2 separate regions of the Mus musculus genome follow, and region 2 is linked to region 1. Evidence: chromatin contacts called from public Micro-C data. All regions are on one chromosome and are shown on one strand. The core of a region is the stretch at or near the end of the contact, and the rest is flanking DNA. Distances in the headings are between cores, read along the strand shown.

Region 1 (7,529 bases), core at 4,942-7,441:
CACTTCTCATGGGAACCCAGGAAGGAACTTTTATTTTCGGAGAAAAAAACCAAATTGGGTGATATATCTAGTACATCACACTTGTCTATAGGTGACTTTGTAATCCCCTCCCAAGAGGATCTTAGACAAGGAGCTAGGAAGCTAAAAGTCAAGTACATTTGTCAACAAAAGATCTTTGGCCTGCAGAGCACATGTGGCCCTCAGACTAAACACTCCACAGGGGGCAAAGTCTCTGGAGAGAGACAATTCCAGAGGTCACCCTCTTCCTGCAGCTCTGCTCACTGCAGCCCAAGTGAACATCTCTCACCAGCTCTGTGACAAGCAATATAAACTTTCCCAAGAAAGCAGGCGGCTCCTTATTTGGATCTTAAGGGGCTTCCTTAGGTGGATAAAGAATAGAAAGGGGAAATTATGAAGTCAAAACACAGTTATGAAGGAAATTTAATGTGTCTACTATTGACTAAGAATTGCAAATGAACATTTACAGATTAACCATAAATGTTCAGAGGGAGATTTCCCATAAACAAGGAGGTCTTGCGTGTAAGGCCTAATCACATCACAACCTTGGGACAGCCTATTAGAGATACTGGTCTCTTTAAGCCAGCAGGGAGCTGAAGTATAGAAGGGGTTTGGTGGAGAGTTAGGTAAGGCAAAGTTACTTTAAAGGAAGGAGAATCTAACACCAGAAATCAGGAAAACTCAGGGACAGAAAGCAGAGGTGACAGCCACACACCCACACCTGTAGGGCCTTCCCCCACAGCCTTAGGCTGCTTTTTATCAATTCAGAGACACAGGCAGGGACTAAGCCAAAATGTGATAAAGCAGCCAGCTCTGCAGTGGTCACAGAAAAGCTCCTCATGGCCATTCCTGTGCCACTCCTTTGGTGACAGCTCCTCCTCTGAGAACTCTGAAAAGAAAGAAGAGCACTCTGGGAGGGAGCCAGGGTCTTGCTCCAGCTGTGGACCTCTCCTGGCCGCTGCATCTGATTCAATAAAGTGAAGATGCAAAGCACACCTGTCCTCCAGGCAGATGGCTCGGCCCCTGCCAGCTCACCAAAGGACAAGAGAAGCAGGAATGAGGGAAAGGACACCCAGGCAGGAAAGACATTCCACAGGAATTCAGAGAAGTGCCACTCAAATGCTTTCTTCCTTCAGTGTCCGAGCAGGACCTGTCTTCCTGCCGTCCTGTCAAGATAACACGCTCAAGGTAACCCTGGCCACGCCACTGTAGAGCTGATGAAGGATTGGAAGGTCACCGTTACTGCTTTTTATCGTCTAACACAGCTCGCTCCTATCAACATAAGTGATTTTTCTAGGTAAGTGTGGCTATTGATTAAGAATATGACTTCCCTCTGGAATCCTGCCAAGAATATGAGATTAAAATTTTATTTTCTTCGGCGCAGGAATAAAGTAAACAAAGTAAGTATCAGCTATGGCTCATTTAAGTCGATAACTTCAAACGTTACCTCTTGCTTTCCAGTATCCAAATCCATCATCATAACATTTAAAAAGTCTTTTTTAAAAGTACCTTAATTGTATTTTGTTAATCATACCTTTTTTTAAAAAATCACAATTAATACGCCTTTCACTTTGAACATCACCACAGACTTCATTTTAAAATCTTGGCGAAAAGTTCAGAGAGTTAAAAGAGCATGGGGGGGGGGGGGGAAATCAAGTAACATCCCACCTCAGTGAGTGAGTTTGCAATGTCTTGATGGAAGACTCCTTACTTTCCTCTGAAACAGCTTAGCTAGCCGTGACACCTAAAAAGGAGCGACCAACACACACTAGCACAGAGCATCCCCACTCCCCTGCCCCCAAGCTTTCCTCCTCAAAACACTCAGGGTACCAGGGACCTTCTTGAGAACACAATCTCTGTTTAGTACGTGAATGACCACAGCTTCCAAGCCTCAGAACTCGAATCTGACGCCCGCCACTTCCTCGGTACTAAGAGAATAAATATCAAGAAAAGCTTCCTCATCCTCCATATGAAAACCATCGCATCAACGCATAAAAAAAGCTTGCATGCTGCTCCCTCCCAAGGTGACACACTCACGTTGTCCTCCCTCGGTAAGCGTCGTCCTCCCTCGGTAAGCGAGGAGCTGCAGAGGCACCCAGAATGAGACTTACTAAGAAAGAAACCCCAGCGTGGTGGCCTCAGAAGAACCACAAACCTTTGTTCTCCACACGCATTCATTTAACGCCAACCAAAGCATGCCAGGCAGGTTAAAAATAATGCATTTATGTAAGTGCCCCCCCCCTCCCCAGCCTGTGCACACAGTCTTGCAAGGTTAAATACGGAGCTCTGAAAGAATGATTTACTGCCACAAGGACAGGGACCCAAAATAGATTGGCAATAAAAGTGATTGGTCCCAGGGGCGGTGAGAACTAATGTAAGCAACATCCTGGCCATGAGAGGCATCCAGGAAGGAGCACCGGTGTCCTATCAGACTTCTCAGCCCTGATCCCATCCCTACCCAGCTGCACTCTGGGAGAAAGTCACAGGAGCTCCCTGTAAGTCTGACTCCCTATCTGAAAAAAAAAAAAAAAAAAAAAGCTGGTCCAGCTCCAGTCTGTGACAGCTCTTTGTTTTGGTTTAGTTTTGAAATTTTCCTCATCTTTTTTTTTTCAGTGTCCCATTCTGAACAAAGAAAGGTGAAGTTCAAATTCCACTGACAAACAACAACAAAACCAAAAACCCTGATGGCTGCCTACTCAACCCACTTCAGCACCAGTCAGCTTGCCACTGTAGACCAAGCCTAAGTATAGTTGGTCAGGATTGCCAAAATGAACAAGGAACTTCCTTTAGTAGAGTGTTTAGCAGAGAAGGCCACAGCAGCAGAAGAGGGGAGAGCCTTAGTGGGACAGGTGTTGGGTGACTTAGTCCCCTTTTCTGTTTATTCCTTTCTTGCTTCTTTACTAAGCTTGTGCCTCTCTCTCTCTCTCTCTCTCTCTCTCTCTCTCTCTCTCTCTCTCTCTCTCTCGGAGCCATAGACTAAAACTGGTACCCATGGTTGGATGAAAAGGAAACTATGCCCTGGGACTTCAAGAGAGCTGAAAAAACAATGTGTGGGTACCCACAGTTCTGAAGGAACTAAACCTACAGAAAGAAGCACTCCCCAAGGGCAATCTCCTCCATGCTCGGGGTAGACATCCAGTCCCCAGCACCCACCCACCTGAATGCAGGCAGGTGGCAGCCTCTCTGCTGAACACACACCTCCACCGATGGGGTGGGGGAAGTGACACAGTAGCTCATTCTATTTTTGAGCTTCTCTGTTAAAAAGTTCTGTTTGAGCTGATAGCTTGTCCCTTCCATCCAACCATGGGTACCAGTTTTCAGTCTATGGCTACAAAAATAAAGCTTAATAAAGAAGCAAGAAAGGGATAAACAGAAGAGGGGACCAAATAACTACAGCTACAGGACTGAGAAGGAAAAGGTAAGCAATAGAACGTGCCCTGAGGACCAGGCTCAGGGACCTTGGAGAAGGTGCCTTGCCTCCCAGTCAACAGGGACGGATTTTCCCTGTCTGCACATCCTGAAGACAGAAGAGATGGATCTGACAACTCCTCCTTATTCACAGTCAATCAAATCTTTCCAGGAGGGCTCCTACCTGAACTGATCTCTTTCCAGGAGGTCTCCAACCAAGGCCACCCTTAAAACCATGATGTCTATGCTTCAAACTGACCAGCCCCTAGGTATCCTCTGCTAGACACACCAGCCTACATGCCAACCACTGAGATCTGGGGCAAGGATTCAGAGTGGAGGGTGAAATGAAATTCTAAAGGGGGATGGGACAACTCTGAAACCAACTGAAAATCTGCGCTGGCTCCTTCAAGTCACTTTGGAGGTGGAATAAAGGAAACAAGGCAGTAAGCGGCTTTACCTGATCAGGAACTCTAAAACGAACGAGCTACCCAGGACTACGAACAGTAAGAGCAGAGCCCAGAGTGAAGAGAGGCAATCAAGACCAGCATGTCTTTGGAGAATCTTGGAAACAAGTCATTCCTGAACTGTGCATTAAGCCATAAGGGGAAAAAAAAAATCCACCTCTAGGACGCAAGAACATTGGGAAGATGAATTCTGCACAAAACCATTTAGTCTGTGACAGGTGATGGAAAAAAAGAAAGAATGGTGGCTTTGGGCCATGCCTCCAGCCAGTCACACACTAAAAAATAAATAATACATTGTTAAAAACCGTTAAAGCTTTCATTTGAAGGAGTTCATGTCTTTCTAAACCTCAGCTTTCTACAAGGCCCTCACCGGAGAGGGAGAGCTGGAAAGAGCACACTAAACCCAAGTTGACACAGTCGAGACGGAACGTGTCACTTCTCTTCATAACCAATCGGTTAAGACGAATCAAAAATAACCCTGCCAGACAAAGATCAAGAAGACAGAACTAAACCAGGTGTCTAACGGCCCAGAAGTTATCTGCCTCGCCCAAGGCTGGTCGCTTCAATTGCTAGCTCCTAATGACCTGGACTGCGGCCCTGATCTCTTCCAGTTTGGGACCTGACTTTGAAAGAGGCCACTGAGACCCTGAGCTGTCAGCCTCCCGCGCTCACCCCGGTGCAGGCCGCTCACCAGACCCCGAGGCTCTCCGTCCTCCCGGAGGCGGGCAAACAGCCTCCCCGCGCCCTCCCTGGCCCGCCCGTCCGTCCGGATCCTGACCTGGGCCGCCCTCTCTGGCTCTCCAGCGCGGAGTCTGCATCCTCACTCCCAAGCCTGGCCGGCCAGGGACTGCTCTCCGAACTGCAGGCCCCCGGCCGCCGCTGCCCTCCGCCGCCTCCCGGACGCGCAAGCAAACCGGACTGCACGCAGGGACGCGCGGACGCGAGCCGGGCTCGCGCGGGATCTGGGCCGGGCCGGGCTTGGAGGAGGCGCCGTTACCGGGGTCCCCGGGACGCCCCGTCACGCCCCCTGCGCAGCACACCAGCGCCCCTCCCGCCCGCCGGGCTCCGGGCTAGCCTCCTCCTCGGCCACCTCCGGCTCGCCAGAGCGGACCCTAAACTGCCCCTCACTGCCTCCAGGTCCACGCCACCCACGCAGTGCCCGCCAGCCCTGGTCCCACGCCTCTCCCAAGGGCCACCACGGTCCCAGATGTCCTTCCCGGGCCTCCCCCAGAAACAATGGCTCGACCCGACCGCCGCCTCAGCTCGGCCACCGTCCTCGGTTCCTGGGCTGAGGTGCGATGGCTGCCCCGTTTCACAGAACCGTACACCAAGGCTGGATGACAGGCTAGAGCCCCGAGTCGGGACACTCGCTGATAATGGGGTTGGTGGTCCAGCTACCAGCGGCCCAAAAGCTATTACAGGGCAGAGCTGCTGTCCCCGGTCCCGGTGAGCTCGTCCTCCGGGACACCGGCCTCCGCCCACGCCGTCCCCGCCGCCGCCTCCTCGGCCCTCCAGCAAGAGACAAAGAGCCGGCGCCCCTACCCGCGGGGCCGTGGCCGCTGAAACGGGAGGCCGAGGGGTGTCTAGCCTGGCACGAGGGGCGAGCGCCGGGAAAGCGAGTGAAGGCGCCCGGGACGAGCCGCAGCACAAGGGCGGCGTGGGTAACCTGACACGCCGGCGTGGATCGCAGAGCCCCGATGCGGCGACAGGGACGAGAGCGCGCAGGGCTATACCGGGCCGGAGATCCGGGCGCGCCGGGCCGGCCGAGCGCGCGGGGCAACCGCGGTACTCACCGGATCGGAAGAAGGCCGCGATGTCGGCTAGGTCCTTGGCGGCCTCCTCGGCGCCCTCGCCGGCGCCGCCCCCGCAGCCGGAGCCCGCCGCGCTGGCCGCTGCCGCGGGGCCGGAGGACGCGGCCGGGGCGGTGGCACCGCCGCTGCTGCCGCTCATGGCTTCGGCGGCGGACGAGCCCGCCTCGGGCCCCGCGCCCCTAGCTCCGCGCACCCAGCCGCCTGCGCCTGGCCTGGCGGCGCCGAGCACCCAGCTGCCCGCGCCCGGCGCGCGGACGCACAGCCCCGGGGCGGCGGGCGGCGGCGGCTCGGCCCGAGGAGCGCGCCCACATAGACGAGGACACCGCCCGGGAGCCGCGAGCCTGGCGCGGAGCGGGCGCGCGGAGCCACGGCCTCGGCGTGGCCGGCCGGGGCACGGGCAGCGGCGCGGACACGCGAGGGCGGGGGCCGGGGCTGCGAAGCTCCGCGATCACGAACGCCGGCGGCAGCAGCGAGCCTCCATCTTGCTTTCCGACGGGGAAGGAAGGAGGGGGAGGGAGAAATCACGGCCGAGGGAGCCCGGGTGAAAGGAAAGGGAGAGCAGGGAAAGGAGAGGAAGGAAAAAGAGGGGCTTCGGGAATTTCCGGAGAGCTTCGTTAGCGGCCGGAGCGTGGGCTCGGCTGGTGGGCGGGGCCTTTTGTGGGCGGGTCCTGGAGGGGCGGAGCCGCGCCTGGGAGCCCGGAGGGCGAAATGGAGTGGCTGAGAGAGAACGTGGAGCGGGCCAGGTCTCCTCCTCCAGGGCTGCTCCAAACCTGGGAGGAGCAGGAACAAGTGTGACCGAGCCACACTGGCCTTCCAGGACGGGCACTGCGCCCCCTGCCAGGACTCTCGCGCCTGCACTGCAAGCGGTCCTAGCGCTGGAGCGTTTTCATTATTATTTATGTCACCCGCGGGGCCGAGCGACCAGGATATGGAGCTGGTGTGGCCTTCGCAGGCACAGCGCTGTCACTGGCATGTAGAAGGGGCGGGATAATTGTTGAATGAGCAGAGAGGCAGTGAAAACAGATTATCTGCTCTAGTCTACCGTCTCCTTGTATGTAAAAAGCAGGCGCGAGAGAGGGGGTGCTTGCGGGGAATCCCCATCTCCCAAGTGTGCTGGGTCCTCAGGCTACCCAGATGTAGTGGGAAGATGATGGAGGCAGGGGAGACCAGAGGAAAGGGACTTTTAAAGAAAATGTACGTTAAATCAGATGTGTGGAATATCAAATTCTGCTTTATGTCACGGCTGCAAGATGAGTGCAGTGAAGGAATGGGCGCCGGGTAATTGAGAATCACATGCAGGAGAAAACAGATCAACAAATTCCATCAAACTACACCCCGCACCTATGTTTAACGGGAGAACGATGATTAAGTGACCACCAGATCTTTTCCCCTTGGCAGTCTCAGACAAGCAAGGGAAAAGGGCTAGAAGGCTTGGTTTCGGTCAGGATGAAGTTTGAAGACACCCATAGGAATTTGTGTTCACCTTGCAATAGGTGTGTGTAAAGATCTACAGCTGTGTGCTTATATTTTGGACCGCATGATAGTACATATGCCTGTATTTTCTTGCTCTGTCAATTAATTGGCCCTGGAAACACCTAGCGTTTTGATGACTGTCTCTCTGCCTCTCATGTGTGCCTGCACGCACTATCGACATTTGTGTTTTGGGTCTGTGTTTATATGAATACAAGAGGTAGGTACCCAGTGTCTAACTCAGTCATCCACTTCTCACCTTAGTTTTTTTGGAGCAGAGTCTCTCACTGAATCTGGAGTTCCTTGGTTAGTTAGACAGTTGACTAGCAATACATAAAGATCCTCCCATCTCTGCCTC
Region 2 (7,147 bases), core at 15-2,514, 110 kb after region 1:
GTCTCTCATGTGCTTTTGTTAAATAGAGATAGTGTCCAGACAGGAAGCAAGGATGGATTGATGGCCTCAGCCTGGGACTCTGATCTCATAGCCAGGAGACCCATGCTTTTTTATCAACCAGGAATTCTGCTCTAAAGAACAGTGACTCAAATGCTTTGGTTGATTTCCCTCAGGGGAGATGAGGTCACCGCCATCTTTTCATTTTAAAGGCAAGAAAACGTTAGGTGTTGGTGGTCTATGGCTGTGTTCATTCTCTCCAAAAGTCTTTCAATCTGCCAACGAATGGTTATTGAGCACCTGTCAGGTATCTGGAGGAATAAAGATATATTACCTGTCAGTGGTAAGTTTATTAGTGAAGGCTGACAGATTAAAAAACAAACAAACAAAAAAACCAAACAAACCTGGTGGTACACACAGTTGGCAGTAACAAACAACAGGGACGATGAAAGGATAAAAGTAGATTTTTAAAAAGACAAACTGAGGAGGAAGTTTCATGTGTAATATTATAGCTATCTTCCCAGGTCACTGCATGTGGTCCTGTGTTTCTTCCTCTGTACAAAGGTGAGGTGTGGAAGGCAGAACGAGCCGATGGCCAACCCATCTATCTGCTCGCTCACAAGCTATACACACTGACTGGCTCTGGGCAGCTGCTTCCCCAGGGAATGGCTTTTTCCTACATCTTTTGCTTCAAGGGGCCACCTTTTTAAAAACTGGCACAAAAGCCAAGGTCCTGGCTCCGTTGTTAGTGTGTTGGGTCCAACTCTTTAATGCCTTTGTCGGTTCATTTGGAACACAGTTATATATAGAAATGGGGTTTAGTAATAATGTTCACGACTGCTTTATTAAAAAATGTGATTACCTCTCCTCTGGCTTGGATGGTCTAGGTGTGGCGCTGCCCAGAGGCAGGGGAAGGTTGCACTGACTCATTGAGGTTCTTTTCCAAGGTTTGGTTTAATGAATTAGATTTTCATTAGAGCCCTGAGTCATTTTCCCTGTTCAGCGACGTGCATGGCAGACCGGTGAGATAACCAAAGACCTAGGGAGCCAACTACAGGGTTTCACGAAGGACTCTGCGGGAATGTGACTTCTCAATGAACTGAGAAAACCCAGGACTGTGGGTAACCTAGTCATTTGTGAGTATGGTTTCCCAAACAAGGACAAACCTCTTCTACACATTCTCACATTTCACTGTTTAAGAAAGGAGTCTGACATCATCAGTGTGATGTGCCTTGTCAGAAATACTGCGGTGCTTCTGCAGACAGCTGCAGTGTTTGTGCTGTGCTAATAATTGTGCAGTCTGGGTAACTGTTGGTCCGCTGAGGTTACAGGAATCTCCTCCCCAATCCTCCTTCGCTACTCTGCATTCCTGGCCTGCACTGTTAGATGGCTATAGAAAATACCATTTTTTTTGGTCTTAAGATCACCAGAAGGTGAGCTTAAATAACAGGAATCTCCAGGGAAATGAACCTGTATATCTGGGTGCTATTAAATGCGTGGAAGGACAGCAGAGGAAACGGATGTTATCTTGTTTCCTTTCAAAGTTGACTTGAATAGTGAAAGGCTCTGTGTGTCAAAAATGGAAATGGAAAAATTATCAACGGAATGTTTGTCCAAGGGATTTCTGGCTGGATTCTCACAGACAGCTCCTTACTGTCAGGGCTTATAAATTGCAAGAGGAAAATTATTTTATGGCTGACATTTCAAATGGGTCCACAGATAGGCTATTTGCTTGAAATTCAAAATTGCTGCCATTGTCTGTGTGTGGGGATTGCCTTATGAAAGAAAAGGGAGCTTGTTTTGTTAATTACTATAGTTTATTAGCTTGCCCTTTGCCAGTTTGTCTGGCACTGCTAAGCGAGACAGTCTGTAAAATGAACTTGTGGCATGTGGTCTATCGCTGGCTATCTATCTCTTGAATTCCAAGCTTAAAACAGCAGCCATTTTTATGCCTCATGATTTTTGTGGGTGAGGAATTCAGGTCAGGCTCAGCTGCTCAATTATTCTGTGCCATGTGGTGTGGACTGAGGTCACTTGTGGTATCTGAATGGCAGATGGGCTGGTTTGCTCTGAAGGGTCCAGAGGCAGCTTCACTCAAAAGTCTAGCACCTCAGTGGGGGATAGAGGGAAGGCTGGACTCAGCTGGGAGTTGACCAAGTGCCAATACTGAGCTCACAAGCAAGGAGGGAGAGAGAGAGAGAGAGAGAGAGAGAGAGAGAGAGAGAGAGAGAGAGAAGAAGAAGAAGAAGAAGAAGAAGAAGAAGAAGAAGAAGAAGAAGAAGAAGAAGGAGGAGGAGGAGGAGGAGGAGGAGGGAGAGGGAGAGGGAGAGGGAGAGGGAGAGGGAGAGGGAGAGGGAGAGGGAGAGGGAGAGGGAGAGGGAGAGGGAGAGGGAGAGGGGGATGGATTGGGGGATTGGGGAGGAGAGAAGAGGCATCAAGAGTTCAGGCTATAATGTTAGGTTGGGTCACCTGCTGTTGGAAGAGACTCTGAGGCTACTGTTTATCACTCTCTCCCTTTCTTGTCTCAAGCTTTCAAGCCAAGCATCTCTTAACTACCAGTTTATGCTGAATTTCCTGATAAAACATGCATCATTAGGGATAAATTAAGTCTAGTGTAAAAGCCCAAGTTATTGAGCCAAAGGACCTCGTTCAAAAGTCATCATTTACTGCCTCTGAGAACCTTGGCTGAATTAACTCAACCTTTCTGGCCACCCTCTATAGGTTTCCTATAAAAAATCAAAATTGCTAGGTGTAGAAGAAGGCAAGTTTAGAAATAGAAGCCTTTTCAAGGACGGGAACAAACAGCAGACAGCAACCATAACTTACGTAGACTAAGCATATGTGTAATTCATGATTATAATGAAATAAAACTTAACCGAGTAGAGCTGCCACATTTAATGATACACTATGCACAATCTTTACTTGCCCTGCATGGTAATCAGGCATTAAAGTAGACTTCACATACATAACTGTAATTAATAGCATTTCGGTGTTAGTAAAAATTTTAATTTATTTTTGTTATCTTTTCTAGTATCCACAGTTAGCAATAATGTTAAACACAACCGTAACAAACAGTGTGGGTTACCATTGTTAGCAACCCGTACTGGTTTTGTTCTATTCATTCATTCATTCATTCATTCATTCATTCATTCATTCATTCATGAGGCAATTACTGGGTACTGGCTGTATACCAAACAGAAGCTGTGAACTATAGATTCAAATGGTCCTGGTGAGACAGAGAAGATTGAGGGCTTATTTCAGTCTTAGCCTCCCAGTAGGAAGACACTTCAGGCAATGTAAGGGCTTACAAAGGAGGTTATAATGTTTGAAGGTTTAAATTAGGGGAAATACAAGTGTAGCTGACTGTGTATCTGTGAATTCTGTATCCTCTCTCTATCTTCAGAGTCCATTGACAACAGATTAGAAAAATGAGAAAGATTGTATCTGCCTAGAGCCTAGACCTGTTTGTAACTTGACATTACCCCATAACCAATGCAGTGTCGCACAGCTGCTTATGTAATATTTAATTTTAATCATAAACCATGTGCAATCTAGAGACAATTGAAAGTACACAGAAGAATGTGTCTAGGATATTTACAAATAGTACATGATTTCACATAATAGATTCATCCACAACGAGTGGATCGCATGTTGCCAAACATGTCTGTTATTAAAAGTACAACAGGGGCTGGAGAGATGGCTCAGCACTTAAGAGCACTGGCTGCTCTTCCAGAGGTCCTGAGTTCAATTCCCAGCAACCACATGGTGGCATACAACCATTTGTAATGGGATCCGATTCCTTCTTCTAGTGTGTCTGAAGACAGCTACAGAGTACTTGTATACATAAAATAAATCTTTAAAAAAAAAAAAGTAAAGCAGGTCCTGGACTTATCTAGTTTATAATGACGAACTGATCATATCTACAATTTGGAGAGCCTATTTGCAAATAAGATCCCACTCAAAGGTGTGAGAGGTTGTGACCTGCACAAGTCTCTTGGGGACCACAAGTCAGTTTGTAGTAATCACAGAAATGTATTGAATACATTGCAGTAGAGTCTGGAGGAGAGAAGGAAGCAGAAAGCACCAGGATGGATGAGATCATTCAAGAGCAGGGATGGGAAGGAGGGCCTCGAGCCATGATTCTCAACCTTCCTAGTGTGTAGACCCTTTAACACAGTTCATGTTGTGGTGTACTCAGTGGTAAAATTATTTTGACGCTACTGCACAACTGTAATTTTTCTATTGTTATGAATCCTAATATAAATGTCTTATACATAGGATATTTGATATGTGACCCCTGTAAAAGGGTCATTCGACCCTAAAGAAATCATGGCCCACAGTTGAGAACCACTGGCCTAGAAGGTTGTAGGAATACCAGGAGTGGTCACTGGAAGAGAAACCTATACAGGGACTAGGAAAGGGAAATTAAGGGAAACAAAAGAAAAACTGACCTATGGAGTCAAAGAAACCATCCCAGGATGACCAGGGTAGCCAACAGATTTGGGAAGACAGAGAGGCCAAGCAAGAAAGTGCTGAAAGGAATCCCTCCAGAATCAGCAGCAAGGAGGCTGGCTGTAGGCAAAGGTTTTCTCAGTGGAGTCAAAGGGCAGAAGTCAGGCTTGGTATGCTGGCATGTGCCTGTGATTCCAGTCACTTGGGAGGGTGAAGTGCTACAATCACTTGAGTTTGAGACTACCTTGGGCAGCACAGGACAAAAACCAACCAACCAACCCACCAAACAGCCAATCAACCAATCAACCAATCAACCAATCAACCAACCAACCAATCAACCAACCAACCAATCAACCAACCAACCAACCAACCAACCAACCAACCAACCAATCAACCAATCAACCAACCAACCAACCAACCAACCAACCAACCAACCAACTAACCAACCAACTCATACATTAGAAGGGTTAAAGTCAGACTGGGTGAAAACTAAATGATAGATGGGAAGTCAGAGGCAATATTTAAAGAAACGATAGAGAGAACATTAACTCAGGGGCTGGTGGCCCAGCTTCTTCACTAGATGCTCATGCATTTAGGAGACGTAGATTACAGAGGGGCTTTGGGATGAAAGGCCTAGACACACCCTGTTGTTTTACTGTTCCTTAAACAAAAGAGCTTTTCTTGTTTGGATCTTCCTGGCTGAGTCCTGGGCTGGCTGTTGCAAAAACTGGCTGCTACCTATGTTCCGCAGGATGAAATAAAGCTGTGACTTCTAGTTACCTTCAACCATCTGCTTCTTCCCTGGTGTCTCCAGTCCTGATCAATGTTCTTGGCTTCTACATCCTTTCTGTTCTCCCGGTCTCTGCTGTGAGTGACTCTATCTGCCTCTCACCTGTATCCATGGGACCACATCTCCCCATCACAGCTCTTGATTCACCACCCCTGATGCTCAATCCCTTGCCCGACTCTAGGTGCCACCTTAACTGCCACTCTCTCAGGAAAGTGTCTCCAGTCCCATTTGTTGTACACTCCAGCCATTTTCTTCACAGCTTCTCTTTCTGTGCACAATTAGATATCTACTTAAGAGTCACATGTTGAGCCAGGCGTGGTGGCACACTCCTTTAATCCCAGCACTTGGGAGGCAGAGGCAGGCGGATTTCTGAGTTTGAGGCCAGCTTTGTCTACAAAGTGAGTTCCAGGACAGCCAGGGCTATACAGAGAAATCCTGTCTCGAAAAACCAAGAAAAAAAAAAAAGTCACATGTTGTCTTGTGGTCTCCCTAACTAGACCTCAAACCCCGTGAAGGTAGGCAGTGTTTTCTGTTTCCTGTGCAATCCCAAATGCTTGGTATGGTAGCTGTTTAGGAAGTAATTGGTGATTCAGTCAGTAGCTCTGGGTGTGTCTTCCCTGTCTCAGTATTTTATTGTGAAATATTTCAAACCCAAAACAAAGGTCTGAGATGATGTCCTTACACCTGTTTTATGAGATAGGTAACCTTCCTACTTTAGTAACAGTGAAACAGAGGCATGTGTGTGTGCATGTGGGTGTGAGTTGTGTGTGTGTGTGTGTGTGTGTGAGTTGTGTGTGTGTGCATGTGGGTGTGAGTTGTGTGTGTGTGTGTGTGTGTGTGTGTGCTCACCTGTGTGCAGGTGGGCTTACCCAGGGTGGATGTGTAGAGGATAGAGGTTGACAGTGGAGATGTCCCTTCTATTGTTCAGCTTAGCACGTGGTCTGGCATTGAACTTGGAGCTTACTGTTTCAACAGTACCCAGGATCCTCTGTTCTCTCCTTACCAAGTGCTGACATTATATGCAAGTGCCACTACTCCCAGCTTCAACAAAAGTGTTGGAGAGTTGAGCCTGTGTCCTTACACTTGTGCAGAAGACTCTTTACACACTGAGCCATTTCCCTAGTCCCAATTAGTGTTTGTAGTTCACCATTTTTCAAGGCTCCCCAGGTGGTAAGATGAGGCCAGAATATCCTACCATGGGTGGAGGGGTGATTATTAGGGACCTTCATTAGGACCTTCTCTGAGAGAAAACAAGAGAAAGTGTGACCTTAACCAGAGCAGAGAAAAGGACAAGGGACACTGGTGGTGACTGCAGCCCGTGGTGCCTCTCTTACACTAGAGATGCCATCCTCTGTGAAGGAGACATGAGGGCAGGGAGGAGGCGGAGAGGTTCATAACAGCTGCAAGGGGATGGAAAGGAAATCATGTGGTGATTAGGAGAGTGATTGTCAAGAAGCATTCAGAACCCAGCTGTGGAATGGAGTGTGGGAATTTGTAGTGGAGTCATTCAGCTTGGTTAAATGGTTTTTTTTTTTTTTTTTTTTTTTTTTTTTTTTTGGTCATCAGCACTTAGGCAGGTACAAAGCAGAATCTGTTGTCTTGGCTCCAGCTTGTCCCTCTCCCTGTGCATTGTGGGTATTAGGTATTAGTGCCCTATTAGCTTCTCAGGCCCATGCTCTTGTTCACCTTTCTTCTGGCTGCTAGCATGGCATTTAGTTCTCTGCTTTCGTACCAAAGCGTCAAGATGAAGGGAGAAAGTCTGAGTTCGCAGATGGTGAAAGTACTGAAGCCTTTGTCACCTGTGGAACCTGGGGCTAGTGTGGTGGCTCTTTCATTTTTCCTGTGTGTGTGTGTGCATACACGTGTGCACATGTGTATGGGTGTGGGGGTGTATGTGTGGAGGTGTGA

The links. A called contact is a pair of places that touch in the nucleus more often than the background predicts.
Region 2: a contact with region 1 is called in a Micro-C map of muscle stem cells, with 9 times the contacts expected there. The contact joins the enhancer-like site here to the promoter of Trio in region 1. A contact is called at or near these places in 4 of 39 promoter capture datasets (embryonic stem cells, hippocampal neurons and liver), 6 of 484 Hi-C or Micro-C datasets (the C2C12 cell line, embryonic fibroblasts, liver and 2 more), 8 of 115 datasets of contacts at active chromatin or transcription factors (SST interneurons, embryonic forebrain, embryonic limb bud and 4 more) and 2 of 9 other capture datasets (adipose tissue and pancreatic islet).

What each region holds. Positions count from the first base shown.
Region 1 is chr15:28,019,657-28,027,185 of GRCm38.p6, forward strand. Trio (triple functional domain (PTPRF interacting)) reads right to left here and starts at 6,192. Exons shown (of 57, transcript NM_001081302.1): 1 at 5,684-6,192. The coding sequence starts at 5,840.
Region 2 is chr15:28,132,372-28,139,518 of GRCm38.p6, forward strand. No RefSeq gene overlaps it. Among named protein-coding and RNA genes, the nearest start is that of Dnah5, 68 kb to the right of the region's middle. Within about 2 kb of position 1,265, at least 56 of the 459 cell types and tissues checked have an H3K27ac peak or open chromatin away from gene starts, as enhancers often do. A contact at or near this core is called in the C2C12 cell line, SST interneurons, embryonic fibroblasts and 2 more, where this site is marked.